Linked DNA regions of Mus musculus: region 1 is linked to region 2. The links are chromatin contacts, called in public Hi-C maps. All regions are on one chromosome and are shown on one strand. The core of a region is the stretch at or near the end of the contact, and the rest is flanking DNA. Distances in the headings are between cores, read along the strand shown. Region 1 overlaps Prkag2 (protein kinase, AMP-activated, gamma 2 non-catalytic subunit). Region 2 overlaps Rheb (Ras homolog enriched in brain).

What was found. A called contact is a pair of places that touch in the nucleus more often than the background predicts.
Region 1: a contact with region 2 is called in a Hi-C map of trophoblast stem cells, with 2.3 times the contacts expected there. The contact joins two enhancer-like sites. A contact is called at or near these places in 3 of 39 promoter capture datasets (3T3-L1-derived adipocytes, the C10 cell line and frontonasal cranial neural crest), 8 of 484 Hi-C or Micro-C datasets (CD4 T cells, cerebellum, cranial neural crest and 5 more), 9 of 115 datasets of contacts at active chromatin or transcription factors (T-cell acute lymphoblastic leukemia, acute myeloid leukemia, cardiomyocytes and 4 more) and 4 of 9 other capture datasets (adipose tissue, embryonic stem cells, liver and 1 more).

What each region holds. Positions count from the first base shown.
Region 1 is chr5:25,008,177-25,011,987 of GRCm38.p6, forward strand. All of the region lies in intron 3 of Prkag2 (protein kinase, AMP-activated, gamma 2 non-catalytic subunit), which reads right to left. Among named protein-coding and RNA genes, the nearest start is that of 1500035N22Rik, 24 kb to the left of the region's middle. Within about 2 kb of position 2,380, at least 106 of the 459 cell types and tissues checked have an H3K27ac peak or open chromatin away from gene starts, as enhancers often do. A contact at or near this core is called in 3T3-L1-derived adipocytes, adipose tissue, muscle stem cells and 2 more, where this site is marked.
Region 2 is chr5:24,818,938-24,822,845 of GRCm38.p6, forward strand. All of the region lies in intron 1 of Rheb (Ras homolog enriched in brain), which reads right to left. Among named protein-coding and RNA genes, the nearest start is that of Rheb, 21 kb to the right of the region's middle. Within about 2 kb of position 2,659, at least 114 of the 459 cell types and tissues checked have an H3K27ac peak or open chromatin away from gene starts, as enhancers often do. A contact at or near this core is called in 3T3-L1-derived adipocytes, adipose tissue, muscle stem cells and 2 more, where this site is marked.

The DNA.
Region 1 (3,811 bases), core at 1,130-3,629, 190 kb after region 2:
CCCGCCTTCTCGGTGGGGCTGGTGGGGCTGTAGCGGTCAGGCCTTGGGAAATGTCCGGCTTGGGTACAGTTCCTATGGCTGCCATTCCTTTTGAGCAGCCATTGTTCAGGTTCCATCCTCCACTGGGCACCTTTGGCTGGTCTACATTGTCTTCCTTCCTTCCTTCCTTCCTTCCTTCCTTCCTTCCTTCCTTCTTCCCTTCCTTCCTCTCTCTCTCTCTCTCTCTCTCTCTCTCTCTCTTTCTTTCTTTCTTTCTTTCTTTCTTAACTCTCCCACGCAGGGAGGTAGGCAGGGCTTTGTTTCTAATCTCTAGGACTCTCAGGCTCCCGTGGTTCCATCTCCACTCTTTACCCTCACAGCCACAGAACCACGTGACTGTAACCATCTAAGTCTGGACTAAGCCCATCTGTTTTCAGCGCACACAAGTTCCACTTCCCTGCAGGACCCTGAGAGGCAGGGGATGAGAGAGGTGTCTTCAGGAGAAGGTGCTGGAGCTGGTGCAGAGCTGTGAGTCTAGACCCTGGGGCTAGAGGAGCGAACTTACTCCAGTTTATAAAGCCTTAGCCCGTTGGTTCCTGCTCTGTGGCCCTTTGGTCCACATAGGCTGCCCCACTGCCCCGAGTTTGTTCTGCAGGGCAAGCCGGGGCAGGGCCCCCTCAGTCCCGGGAAAGCCCTTGGCGTGTAAATTGTAGACTTGCAGACTCCAAACTGAAGCCTTGAAAACTGGGGTGTACTCCTCCCCTGCACTGCACGAAACCTTCAGCGTTTTATGGGAAAACAGACTTTTATTTGAAAAATAAACTCCCAGTTGCTGGGCTATAAAAGAAGGGCTGTCTGGGTTCCAATGCCGCAGTGGTGTGAAAGGGGCTGAAGTCTTAAGTTAAATAAACTTCTCTGCAAGCTCATTTGAATTTCAAAGGCTGTGAAGGCACACACTCTGATAAAGAGCCACACTCAGAGCAAGCGGGTGGGGGTGGGGGGGATGTCCAGTCCCTCTACTTAGTCTTCCTGGAAGATCTGGAGCACTGTAACCACACACAGCAATGACATTCCTTTGGTGGTCTGTACATCTGACTTCGGTCAAGACTGAGCAAGGAAAGATACTTCTCCATCTCTGGCCAGAGTGCATCTTGCCAGTCCCACTCTCCACACCCTAGCCAGACTCAACTGGCAGGCCTTTCAAACTCATCTCTACGTCTCTGACCATCTGGGGTTGTATTTTCCAGACTGCAATCACTCTCTCCACCCAGATCATAAAAATCAGCGGTCTTATCTGATAAAGCATGCTAAAATCAGAGACAACGAAGAGATTCCAGAGGAAATCCCGTGTCATGAGAAGGGGGTTCTATGCTGGATGACAACATCGTGTGTGTGTGTGTGTGTGTGTGTGTGTGTGTGTGTGTGTTCACAAGGCAGAGGGGGGCAGGGGCAGGGATGGGGAAGGGAATGTGTGTACAGGGGTGTAACTGTGGTATCTGGAGGCCATCATCTCAGCCGTCCTTCAGGCTCCATCCACCTTGCTTTTTGAGACAGTCTCTCACTAAATTAGTTGAGGTTGGCTGGCCAGCAAGTCCTAGAGGTCCTCTGGTCTCCTCCCAGCCTCCTCTCCTCCCAGGCTGCTACCACACTCACCTAGATTTTTTTTACCTTGGTTCTGGGACTTGAACTCAGACTCCCAGCACACAGAACTGAATCACCCCCCAAGCTCTCCAATGTATCTCTTACTGCAAACAGCAGTTAAGAATTCAAACGAGCAGCAGGGAAGCCGCTGGCTTCATTTGCATGACTTGTTCGCAGGTTTTCAAGTATCCCACAGATGCAAATAGCCCAGGGGCCAGGGTGTGTTCTCCATCTTTTGATTTCCACCTGTCTTGCTGAGGGCTGTGTTAATCTGAGGGCTGGAACAGCCTTTGTGTAATCAGAAGAGGTGGAACCCAGGACAGAGATTTTTTTATTCCTTTTTTTTTTCCTAGTGGGACAAAGATAAGGCCCCAAAGCAGTTCCATCAGCAACGTCAGTGTGCTATTAAGACAAGATTCTGTGTATTGCTCAGTGGGGCTGGAGGAGCTGACCCAATGTTTCCATCTCAGGTCCCAGTGCCACTGCCACACCATGCATCATCAGCTGCTACTTGTTTTCATGCTAGCTGTAAAGTCTATCTTAGTCTAAACCTCAGTCAGGACGATTCTGATCTGCAGGAGAAGGGAAAGGAACAAGAGGAGCTGAGTTCTTGGTCTCAGCCCAACAGAGCGCAGAAGGCAACAGGCCTCCAGGTTACAGTGCCTTCCACTGTCAGCCCTGAGGCTAGAGCTCTGCTGTGGGTGGCCCTCCATGCACTAACTGGGACTGGCCGGATGGTGGCGGTAGAGTGGGTGAGACGGGAAGAGCTGAGAGAAGAGTCAAGCCCAGCGCGTGGTTTCCAAAGAGAGGAGCGAGAGAAGCCAGTCAGGAGGCAACAGACTGCAGAGGGATTTGTGGTAAGAGTTCAGCTCACACACAGGAGGACGGCTTAAGCCAAGCATAGTTAAGCAAGAGTTTCTAGAGGAAAACAAGCCTGAAGTGACGTCCCCAGGGAGGCTGGAGCCCATTGGCTTGATGTCAGGTCTGTTTCAGTGGCTCTCGGATGGCCCTCAGTCCCAGCTGTAGTCTGAGCAGCAGCCACACAAGCTTATGCAAAGGGCACACCCTTCCTCTGGCTTTCCCAACCATTCATTTAAAGAGCCCTGGGCTCCACCATTGAGGCCCCACCTTCCTGACCTCACCTGTAGCTAGCTGGCTAGCTCTTTTCCTCAGGACTGGAAAAAAATGCCCTGCATTCTCCTGCCTGGCACGCCATCTTTGGGCTGTCCAGCAGAGCCCTCTCTGACTCCTTCCCATCAGAGAGGCTGCCCCTGACTCCCCTACACCTAGCACCCCGTCACCCTTCTGATTTTCTTCCCAGCACTTGACACAGCATGGTGATGCCTTGGCCACGTATGTCCCGCTTGCCTCCAGGATGGCAGGGATCAGCTTGTTTGCTGTGGCCTGCCCAGTGCCAGAGGTGTGAACCTTCCTTTTGGCCTCCTGATTCTGCTAGGACGAGACACGTGCAGGGACGGTTCCTGCTTTTTTCTCACAGCAGCGCCTGCTCAAGGTTCAGCATGTGAGGCTATAGCACCCCCTAGTGGCCACAGTACCAAAAAGCCAGGAAAAATGTAAGCAACTGATGGGACAGGCCCAGGACAACGGGACCCCAGCTATGCTCTCTCATTTTACACACCCCCACACTGTGTGAGTGAAATTAGATGTAAGAAAAGATCCAGAAAACAAAGGTGGAAAGGAGGCCAGTAGTAAAGGCATCGCTCCTTGAATGTGGTGAAGACTTAGATGGTGCAGTGGCTGCCCCAAGTGGTTAAATGTAGCACAAGACATCTCAGCTCATCTCAGATGACAGGATGAACTTTTTAGGGCTAAGTAGACAACCAACTTGACGAAGTGCTTGCTGTGCATGCATGAGAACTCGAGCTTGATACCCACATGTAGGGTGCACTGCAATCTCAGAGCTCAGAGGGGGGAGATGGGGAACCCCTGGGACTCAATGGCCAACCAGAAACACCACGTGGGAGCTCCAGGCCAATGAAAAGAACCCATCTCAGAAGATGAGGTGGACAATAACTGAAGAATGATATCTAAAGTTTACCTCTGGCCTCCATATGTGTGTATACACACAGACACAGGCATGTACGCACACATGTACACATGCACACACATGTGTCACAGATACATACACGTCACAATAACACATCATACACAAGTCATTCTCACATACATG
Region 2 (3,908 bases), core at 1,409-3,908:
TTCAGGTGCTGCCCATCTTTTCACTTTTTACGTCATAGCTGTTCTTATTGGCTGGACACTGAGCTCACAGGAGAAGTCTTCCACTTCTCCATGCCCAGGATTACAAGTGCTTGTAATCACACTGCCTTAAAAACAAAATAAAACACAACTGTGGGTGCTATACGCTAAACTACAAGGGAAGTTGTACTGGCCAGTTTTGTGTCAACTTGACACAGCTGGAGTTATCACAGAGAAAGGAGCTTCAGTTGAGGAAATGCCTCCACGAGATCCAGCTGTGGGGCATTTTCTCAATTAGTGATCAAGGGGGAAAGGCCCCTTGTGGGTGGGACCATCTCTGGGCTGGTAGTCTTGGTTCTATAAGAAAGCAAGCTGAGCAAGCCAAGGGAAGCAAGACAGTAAGGAACATCCCTCCATGGCCTCTGAATCATCTCCTGCTTCCTGACCTGTGTGAGTTCCAGTCCTGACTTCCTTGGTGATGAACAGCAGTATGGAAGTGTAAGCTGAATAAACCCTTTCCTCCCCAACTTGCTTCTTGGTCATGATGTTTGTGCAGGAATAGAAACCCTGACTAAGACAGAAGTACATTACCAACTGAGTTATCTTCCCAGACTTTCCAATTATATATTTATTTTATGTATGTGAATACACTGTCACTGTCTTCAGACACACCAGAAGAGGGCATCAGATCTCATTACAGATGATTGTGAGCTACCATGTGGGTGTTGGGAACTGAACTCAGGACCTCTGGAAGAGCAATCAGTGCTCTTAACCACTGAGGCATCTCTCCAGCCCCTCCAATTATATTCTTATTAATGTACATAAATAAAAAACATTACAAAATTGCACAAAATCACATTCATATTACGGTGTATATAATGTACTTTGATTATACTCACATGCCTTATCACTCCCTCATCACCTCTCTCCCTCCCTCCCTCCCTCCCTTTCCCGAGTCCCATTCCAGGGAGTGGCACTATTAGGAGGCCTTGCTGGAGAAAGTGTCACTGTGGACGTGAGCTTTAAGACCCTTGTCCAAGCGGCCTTCTTCTGGTTCCCTTTGGAACAAGATGCAGAACTCTTAGCGGTCTCCAGCGCCAAGCCTGCCTGGATGCTGCTATGCTTCTCGCCTTGATGATAATGTGATGATAATGGACTCAACCTCTCGGACCTGTAAGCCAGCCCCATTTAAATGGTGTCCTTAAAAGCTGCCTTGGTCATGGTGTCTGTTCACAGCATCCATCCATCCATCCATCCATCCATCCATCCATCCATCCATCCATCCATCTATCCATCCATCCATCCATCGCGTTTTTGGAGACAGCTTCTGTGTAGCAACCCTGGCTGCCCTGGAACTCACTTTGTAGATCAGACTGGCTTAGAATTCATAGATCTACCTGCCTCTGCCTCCTGAGTGCTGGGATTAAAGGTGTGCACCATTACCACCGGCTTCATGTCTATTTTAAAAATCTACATTCTGCATAAAAGAGAAAGTAAAATTTTCAAACGATTTAACTTTTTCATTATTTTAGTTAATTAATTAAGTTGGGGGCAGGCCTTGACTGGCCTGATGGAACTCACATTATGGACTAGGACAGCCTAGACTGCAGAGTTTTTGGGATGCTTGGATAAAGGTGTGCACCACTACTCAGGCCAAGAAAGTTAAAAAAAAATTCATTCTTGTTTTTGTGTCAGTGTTTCTCTGTATAGCTCTGGTTGTCCTGGAACTGAAAATAAATTCTTGAGAGCTTGTTCGGAAGTTCTAACAGGGGAGTGCAGCTATTCTATATCCTTGACAGAAGGAGGAGGGACGAACACTGGAGTAGTGAGGGAGGAGGGGACATCTGCCTAGTCAGCCAGATCAGCTCAATCAATGGAGTGACTCCAGATGGCCCTCACATACACAAGTAAATTCTTAAGGGAGCTCTGAGTCAAGGTGATTCCCCATGCTGTCCTTGATGCCTGCCGCCCGCCTTAGCACATTATCTTCACGTGTGCTTTCACAGACAGCTAGCTGTCAGGGTTACTAGATTCTCAGCTTTTAAAGAGTACTCTGGAAAGAAGAAATAACCCTGTCACACAAGCATTTTATTTAAAAACTCCTTAATACAGAATCCATAGGATCAGAATTTCACAAAACAGAGCTTGAACCAGAACCCTACGTTCTTACTACCCTATCTGCTTCCTTAAAGTCTCTCAGAACATGTTAGAACAGGGTTCCTAACTTGTGAAGATAAAAAAGAAAAGACCCTCGATTATTGTTGTCAGGAAATAATAAATATCTTGTTCATATCACTGCCAAACTCCTCTCTTTCATGTCCTCAGATATTACTACATGTGTTTTACAGGCCTGTTGGGCTCAACTCCTGCTTTGAATGGTATTTCTACTCCAACTCTATACTGCAGGCAGGGTGTAGCTCGTGCTCCCTGAATCAAATTCTGAGTTGCACAGCTCACAGGCTGAGGAATGTCTTCACACCAAAGAGCCACTGACTTGAAATTAATTCATAAAAAGCAGCACCCACCCACTGAAGACAGCCAGCCTCCCAGTGGGCACTCACTTACTCCTCACCAGCAGCTCAGTCCTTACTACTGTCAGCATGGACTCCCAACTCCACCATGGCCCACAGAACCAGACATGCCAACCGTTCCACTTGTCTGGGCCTTCTCAGGTCCAGTCACCAACATCCTGCCTCTGCAAGCCTCCCGCTGCTGTGACCTCTACCCTAGCCATTACTACCACTCCCAGATTTCTGAGTGTATGACTCACTCCTGTTATTCTGTCCAGTACAAATGTCAGTTCTGCAGGGAACCTATCCCCAAACCACCCTACCTAAGGGAGTACCTGTTCCCCAACAACAGTCTCCCTACAGCCATCTGTCATCTCGACTCCCCATTTGACACAATCACTCTCTTAGTTCTCTGAGATCAGCCTGACACACCACAGACATTCATTTCTAAGTGATAAAAAACAAAAAACAAAAAAAAAAAAACAAAAAAACCAACAAAAAACTCAGTTCTCATCTCTTCTATTCAGACAGTTTAACAAAAGAACAATTTCATTAGCACTTATTAGCACCAACCATGGGTCTGCCCATGATACAATAGTTCAGGAACTACACAAAATTAAGAGGACTGTGTTCAAATGAATCCAGGTTAGACATGTTATCAATAAAGAAGAATTTAACACAAAGTTTAGGTACTATTTCCAGGAACAGAGACAGCAAAGGAAAAAAAAAAATCCCTCTTAAGCTGGGCGTAATCCCAGCACTTGGGAGGCAGAGGGAGGTGGATTTCTGAGTTTGAGGCCAGCCTGGTCTACAGAGTGAGTTCCAGGACAGCCAGGGCTGCACAGAGAAACCCTGTCTCAAAAAACCAAAAAAAAAAAAAAAAAAAAAACAACCAACCAACCAAACAAAAACCCTCTTATGTTAGTAAAACTGAGAAGTTGGGAAATCTGGAACTGGATTTATAGATGGTGAGTGAGCTGAGCTGCCACGTGGGTCCTGGCAACCAAACTCTCTTCCTCTGGAAGAACAACTGGTGCTCTTAACAACTGAACCGTTACTCCAGCCTTCCTCCCAAAAGAAAATTCATTCATTCATTTATTCATTCATTCATTCATTTATTTATTTTTATTTTTTGTTTTTCGAGACAGGGTTTCTCTGTATAGCCTTGGCTGTCCTGGAACTCATTTTGTAGACCAGGCTGGCCTTGAACTCAGAAATCCGCCTGCCTCTGCTTCCCAAGTGCTGGGATTAAAGGCATGCACCACCACCGCGTGGCTACCAAAAGAAAATTCTTATTTATGTGTGTGTATATACATATGTGTATGTATGTATATATATATTACAACTACTTGGAGTCAGAGAAGTTAGTTTAATAAGAAAGAATGAAGAGAAAAAAGTTCT